Regions from separate parts of the Rattus norvegicus genome. Here region 1 is linked to region 2. Evidence: chromatin contacts called from public Hi-C data. All regions are on one chromosome and are shown on one strand. Each heading gives the region's core, a stretch centred on a gene start, on an enhancer-like site or on the middle of the called end of the contact. The rest is flanking DNA. Distances are from core to core; before and after follow the strand shown. Region 1 holds the start of Myom2 (myomesin 2). Region 2 overlaps Myom2 (myomesin 2).

Region 1 (3,511 bases), core at 884-3,383, 42 kb after region 2:
AGATCTCTGTGACCCTCATTCACTTTCCCAGATAAGATACAAAGAACTGGGCAAGCCAGAGCCTTGGCTGTTCAGTTTAGAGAAGCCCGAAGCAAACCCCTGAGGCCGCCACTCAGACGCAATGACAGGGGTGGGAGTTCAAGATGGGAAATTAGGGGTAACTCAGAGAGGAGAGACTGCCCTCACTCTAGCCCTCATCACCCAAGCCATCTATCTATCTATTAGAAGAGTCACCGTGTTGAATGATTTACCCCATGATCAATTCCTGTTGAGACCGTGGGATCGAAGAATTATTGAGCTGAGAAAGACCGTAGGGATTATCCAATTAGCCCAGTCCACTACCCACTCCTGAAGGGCAGTAGATGCCTATCTTATGGTTTTTATGCTTTGACACACTAGTGTATTTCGGTATTTCTTCTTAAAAATTGACTTGTGATCCAGCCATCTCCTAGCCCGGAGGACATGTATGGATTCCACAGAGTGTGGGGTGTGCCATCATACACAGGTTACAAATGTGTAACAAGGCATTGTGCCCCAAGGGCCACACAGAACCAACCCAGCCAGCCTTCAAGGAGAACTCAGAGGTCAAGTGCCAGGCTCCAAGCTGAGGCCAAACTTGACTCCCGCTCTACGATGCTTGGGGCTTACTTCTAATCTCTCCGGCCCTGATATTCCACACTGAATCTATGTAACAGCTGGCACTGTGCTTGGTAGAAAGTTACAAACAACAGAACCCGTGGCTGTCTCTGTCACAGGTCACTGTGACACTGAACTGTGACACTGAACCCTAGATAGGAAGGGGTACCTGAAAGGCCCTATCGATTTAGCATGGGAGAGCCTCGGCTGTGTTTCAGCAAGACAATTGCCAAAAGAGGTCTGCTTGCGCGTGGCTGCACGTGCTGTCTCTGGAGCTGTGCATATGGGGGAGGGGGTGTTAGCTAAAACTGGGCCAGCACTACAGAGGTAGCCACCATAGATTCTTCTCTAGGAATTCTTCCTTGAGCCATCTCCTGATGAGCACTTCATCAGAAACCATAAGCTATTGTATCATTTCCTATGTTACTTCCATACATGTGTGTGCTATGTTAACCTTCAAACTTGCTTGTATACCTCTGCAAAAAGGACTCCAAACACATGCTGCATCCCTAGTGGAACTAACTATACACCAAAGAGGGGCATGCACATTTGGCAAAGCCCATGCTTCTGTGCATAATGTAAGTACAGCTCCATGACTGTCTTCCCTTTAACTGTTCTGATAGTCCCACTCAATGCCCCAGGCACAGACAGCGCACGGCTCTGATATCTCTGATACTACCCTCACACGCCGCCGCCGGGTGGGCCTGGAAGTCTTCAAGCACTTCATATGTGAGGAACACACACTTTGCAGTTATTAGAGAGGAACCACTGACCTCAAGTGGTCACGTTTCCTGGGCCCCTCACTCTGACACACTGACCTACTGTGGATACGACACCCAGGGGGCCTTTGGCAAGGGCAGCAGCCCTTTACAGCACTTCTCCCAAATGTTTTGTTCCCTTATATCAAAGTCAGGCTTGTCTCATGCTCTCCAGGTACAAGCACTCTCTACTCTACCCGTTTTTCAAACCACAGCCTTTAGAAACAACTAATAGATACCCACTGACGAATCCAAGACCACTGGACTTAAAGGACAGAACACTTCAGAACTCATTGCTCGGGGACAATGCAGGCTGCACCCATGTGCCTAGGACCCTCAGCTTCACTTCTCTCTTCAGATTGCTATCAGTGTCATACCCAAAGAGATATAGAAAAGGGGAGCACCGGAACCCCAGCATGTGCTCTGCAGCCATGGCTGACTCCTTGGGACCTGACACTTCAGAACCTCCCTGAGTCAGGCCAAGCTCATAACCCAAGTTATATCAATTGAACCTCCCAGAAGTATAGTTCTGTAGCCCAGTAAATGCTCAGGCACAGAGAAGTAAAAGGGTTCACCCAGCCTAACACTACTGCTGTCCTCTTTAGGAAATGCTATAAGTGCCCCCACACATACCCAGAAAGATGAGGAGTACCTCTTCTTCAAAGATCAGGTTCCCCTGGAGTTCGGGAGACAAAGAGGCTTTGGTTCCAGAGACCCCAAGGCCTGAAGGCTCGCAGCCGGGCTGCTATAAAACCAGGGGACTGAACTAATGCCAGAAATATTCCTCTAAATACCCCTTGCTCTGGCAGCATAGGTCCAGGGCTGTACGGAGCTAACATCAGAGGCCATGCTGACCAGTAATGCTGAGCCCTCTCAGATGAACACGCCCCACCCGACCTACTGGTGCATTCCAGCAGAGCCAAGACACCAGCTGCTCTCCTGAACACTCCCAGACACTTTCCTCCTCAGTCCAGCTCTGGAACCACACCCGAGAGGCTCCTGACATGTTTAGGAATCATGACACCATCATGAAACTCTAGCCTGTCCCCCAGCACTGGGACTGCGTGTCTTTGATGTACCTTATTCTAAGCCCTCCCTGCAAGGAACAGTGGGAACAATCCTGCGTGTGCCACTAAACACAGCTTTGGTTTGTAAGGATATGTCAAGCTGAAAGCATTTATTACTCCTCTTGCAAGTAAAGAAGTTATTCACACAGCCGAACGTGCCAAAGTTCATAAAAAACATGGAATAAATTCATGGAAGAGGAGGGTCACCTGGTACAGAGTAGACCCCAGGGCACAAGCCCTGAGTCCACGAAATGGACTTTTCCTCAACTTTTCCCCAATCTACTTGTCCAAAGTCTTTTCAAAATGACTTATTGCCAAAAAGGACCTCTTACCAGCAAAGCCAACAACTGGGCACAAATCAAGCCTTAGGGGCACCGAGAATCCATTACACATGGCTGGGTTCTGCAGGACCCTGCCTTGAGACCCTTAGCATAAGATATGGAGGGATACAACTTTGTCTCCACAAAGTACTCAGCTGTCTGCGAGGGCTCACAGGCTCCCCCAAAACGCTTCAATATATATTGAATTTGACACAGGAAATGATCCCAACCAAGAAGCTTCCACTCGGGTAGTTCTTACAGCAACCCACAGACAGCGCCGTCCTATTTCGCAAAAGAAAATTAAGCGGACGGTTTAAAACAGCTGTGCAAAGTTGACAATCTCCCCTCGTTCTGCGCGTAACAGTCCCTGGTGTTAAGGTCCCTGGCTCATGCGAGTCACATACAAGTTTGCTGCAGATATAATTTAACATCCTCCCAGAGCATTCTGCAGCTTACCCCACACATTAGCTCCTCTCTGCCTTTGTAGAGCCAGGGGTGTCAGTGGGTGAGCTCATGGGCACAGCATCTCTAAAGGGCACATGGAGTTGGCGTGAGCCCCAGGGACTAAGTCCTTGGCTCCTAGGACAGCTTTTTATCTGGGCCCCCACCGATTATTCAGTATCACCTTTAAGTGTCTTCGTTCCGCGAGCTCTTTGCTTCCTGTTTTTGTAGCACTCAGGAAAGAAGGAATGTTGGGCAGGTGACAGAGAAAGCTGGACTCTTCCAGCCT
Region 2 (3,344 bases), core at 562-3,061:
TCCAAGAGGCCGGCTCTACACCTAGTACGTATACCACAGTCATGCGCTCAACTCCATGATGGCTCATCCTCAGTCTACCAGACTGATGTGGTCACCTCTGGACAGGTAAGGAGCTGAGCTGAGAGAGGAGGCAATGCCCACAAAGAGCAAAGGTGGTGTGAGGGGGCCAGCTTCAAGCCCTACTCAGCCTCTGCCTGGTGGAATGGAGCAAGGGGTTAGTGTGAGCCGTGACTCCAGTCTGGCTAAGTAATGGCAGGATAACCTATCAGTTGCAGTCGCTGAACCTGCCACCTGTAGTCACCACGAAATCTACTCTGAATGTTCAAATGCTTGCTGAGTGGTCATGGTTTTCAAGTGGCTGTGGCCTTCAGTCCTCACTGAGCTTTGGGGTCTCTGCCAGTCATGGGCAAGACACTAAAGAAAAGCCTTTGACTCAGCAGCTTGGTAGGATGAAAGCCATATCCAGGTCAGAATATGGATTTCCAAAGTGAGACCTTGGTGGTTAGACTGCTTTACTCCCCGGAGGATAGAGCATCTCACACAGAGTGGGAAGCCCGTTCTGCCAGGGACACAGGTCCAGTAAGGAGCCACTGGAGGCTAAGGGTGAATATTGTCACACCAAATCTGAGTTTAAGTCACAATACACCATAACCTATATGTGTGTAAATATAGTTTAAATGACACATAATTACATTATATTATTTTACATTATATAATTATATTATAAAGATAGTACGTACTATATTATATAAAAATACTATAAGAAAAAGTATATTATATAAGTATATTATAAAGATAAGGTATATTATATTATAAAGTATGTTACATCACATTATAAGGATAAATATATTATATTATAAAGATAAAATTTATCATATTATTTAATTATAATAAAAGGTAAAGTATACTATATTATATAATTACATTATAAACATGAAGCATGTTATATATGTATATATAGTATATATAAAGCATATCATAAAGCAGAAACTTCTAAGACATATTTAACTGCTAAGGACTCTTCCCAAATTCTCATTCTCCATTGTGTCTGCTCTGATCAGCCTTTATGTGTTGGGGTTGAGATGAATTCATTCATCACTCCTCAGATGAGAAGTCTACGGCTCAGAAAATTGAAATCACAGTCAAGGGCTTACATCTGCATTTGGTCCTCTGTATCTGAGTGTGATGTGCATGGGGGTGGGAGATGGGAACCATTGGGATTTCTAGGAAAGGGTGGTTATCATCTTATCAACTTATCAACAAAGAGCTGAGTGCCCTCTCCTTGGCATTTGCTGGGCTAGATCCTTCCCCAAGCGCCAGGCTCTGCTTCTAGTATGGAAAGCGTCCTTCCTGCCAACCAGGGCCGTTCATTAACCAACTATGAAATCGCTCGATTATGACACGACCTCTTTACTGCTTCTTAGATTCCCAAGATCTATGTTATTCCAAAACACCATACCCTCTTACGTCTAGGATTTTTTTAAACTACTAGTTCTTCAGGATCAAGGGGCCCCAAATCCACTGAACTCTGAAACCCTGAGCGAAGGAGTCCAGCCAAAATGCCTAGGCAGAAGCAGAGGCACAAACGAAACCAACCGTTAAGATCCTCTCTTTGACAGGCGAAGAGTTGATCTCGTGCCAGTTCTTATGATGCACTTCCCGCTTGTCCAGGTAGTAACCTATGATGGCAGAGCCGCCGCTGAACTTGGGCACTTTCCAGCCCAGGGTCATGGAGTGACCGTCACAGTTGAGAAGGGTAATCCCGTAGGGATGAGAGGGGACAGCTGCAAGAACACAGAAGCGAGACAAGTCACCAAGCGGTCGGCTCTGGAGTCACAGGAGAACAAGGCACAGGCAGCAGTCCCAAGGACACACCTTCCCCCTTAACTGTCACTGCCTGTGGTCCCTGCTTCCTTTAAAGGGCCTGACTCTTTCGTCTGCATTCGTGGCTCTTTCTAAATGCCATGGCCAATATCTTGACAATAGGACAGGAACTCGTTTAAGCCTGTTGCAGACGTGGAGACAGTAGGTGCCCCCACACCCCACCCCAACCCCAGTGCCTGAGGCTAAACAAATAGAGCCTCCAATCTGCCTGTGTGAAGAACAATCATTGTGTGGCCAGAAGGGGGCAGCACAATCCACTGTGTGTGTTCTAAGTTCAGGGATGAAAACATCTGCTCAATGTGGGTACGTAGCTCATGTTTCCCCTTTTGGCCATCATATCACCTTCCCCAACAAGCTTAGGAGTATGCCCCTGCATCCCTCTCTCTCTCTGAGGAACCTGGTTCATCATCTGTGGAGACAGAAGCCAGGAATTCCCACTGAGAGCAAACACAAGCCTCTGGCTTCCTGCGTTAGATAAGAGGCAAGTAAGGAAGAATGTGAATCCTTTTGGGGAGGGCAGAGAGGTAGAAATCAGAACCAGATGTTCTCTAGTCCTGGCTCATCTGGGAGTTAGTCCTCAGCCGAGTTCCACAGCCCTCAGACTGTCCTCGGGAGGCCCATAGTACATACAGGCCTTTAATCCCAGCATGTGGAAGGCAGAGACAGGTGGATCTCTGTGAGCTCAAGGCCAGCCTGAACTATATAGTGAGTTCTAGGTGAGCCAGGGCTACATAGAGAGATCCAGTCTCAAAAATAATGAAAAATAAATAAAGGGATCCCAGGAATAATGTTGCCAGGAGGGTGTTGCAGGATATTTGATCACACCGTGAACATGGAGATTGTATTGTTTACTGGGAAAAAAACTGTTTCTAGCTGTGGTGTGGCTCACCCTTAGCACACACCTTTAATCCCAAACACTGAAGGTAAGGTTAGTTTGCAGAAGGAAGCATCCTTGTTGAAAGTGACATCTAATTGAGTGGCAGACAAAGTGATGAATCAGAGAAGATTTGACTGAATAGGACCGGCCCAACTCTCAGGAGAAGAGAGAGGAAAGAGAGGCAACAGAGGGAGACATGCCGAGGAGAGGAGAGAGAGGGCAGTTTACCAGGATAGTTATAGAGACACGGATTGCAGAGAGAGAACAAGCCAGGCACCAGGGAAGACAGAATGAACTAGAGAGTGAGAAGGAGCCAGAAGATTCGAACAGATTGCTAAAGTGAATATGAGACCAAGCCGAGAAACTCAGGAGAAGCCAGATTGAATCAGTCAGCTCGGAGAGGTGTTTTAAGTCAGAAAAGCTGAGTTGAACCAGCCAGCCAGAGTTCAGAAAGAGCTGAAAACATCGTAGGACTAGAGTACACTATATGGAGGCTAGAAGCGTCCAGGGTGAGGCCTAGGACAGTACAGGAAGGCAAGAAGCCTCGAAGATGATAATTATATCAGGAGAATAAAAGTCACTT

What was found. Hi-C and Micro-C count contacts between places; a contact is called where the count stands out from the background.
Region 1: a Hi-C map of psoas muscle shows a contact between it and region 2, with 1.9 times the contacts expected there. The contact joins the promoter of Myom2 here to the enhancer-like site in region 2. A contact is called at or near these places in 3 of 12 Hi-C or Micro-C datasets (the Rat2 cell line, liver and psoas muscle).

Annotation. Positions count from the first base shown.
Region 1 is chr16:81,290,290-81,293,800 of GRCr8, forward strand. Myom2 (myomesin 2) reads right to left here and starts at 2,134. Exons shown (of 37, transcript NM_001169141.1): 1 at 2,028-2,134.
Region 2 is chr16:81,248,125-81,251,468 of GRCr8, forward strand. Myom2 (myomesin 2) reads right to left here. Exons shown (of 37, transcript NM_001169141.1): 18 at 1,597-1,784. Among named protein-coding and RNA genes, the nearest start is that of Myom2, 43 kb to the right of the region's middle. Within about 2 kb of position 1,812, at least 2 of the 93 cell types and tissues checked have an H3K27ac peak or open chromatin away from gene starts, as enhancers often do. A contact at or near this core is called in liver, where this site is marked.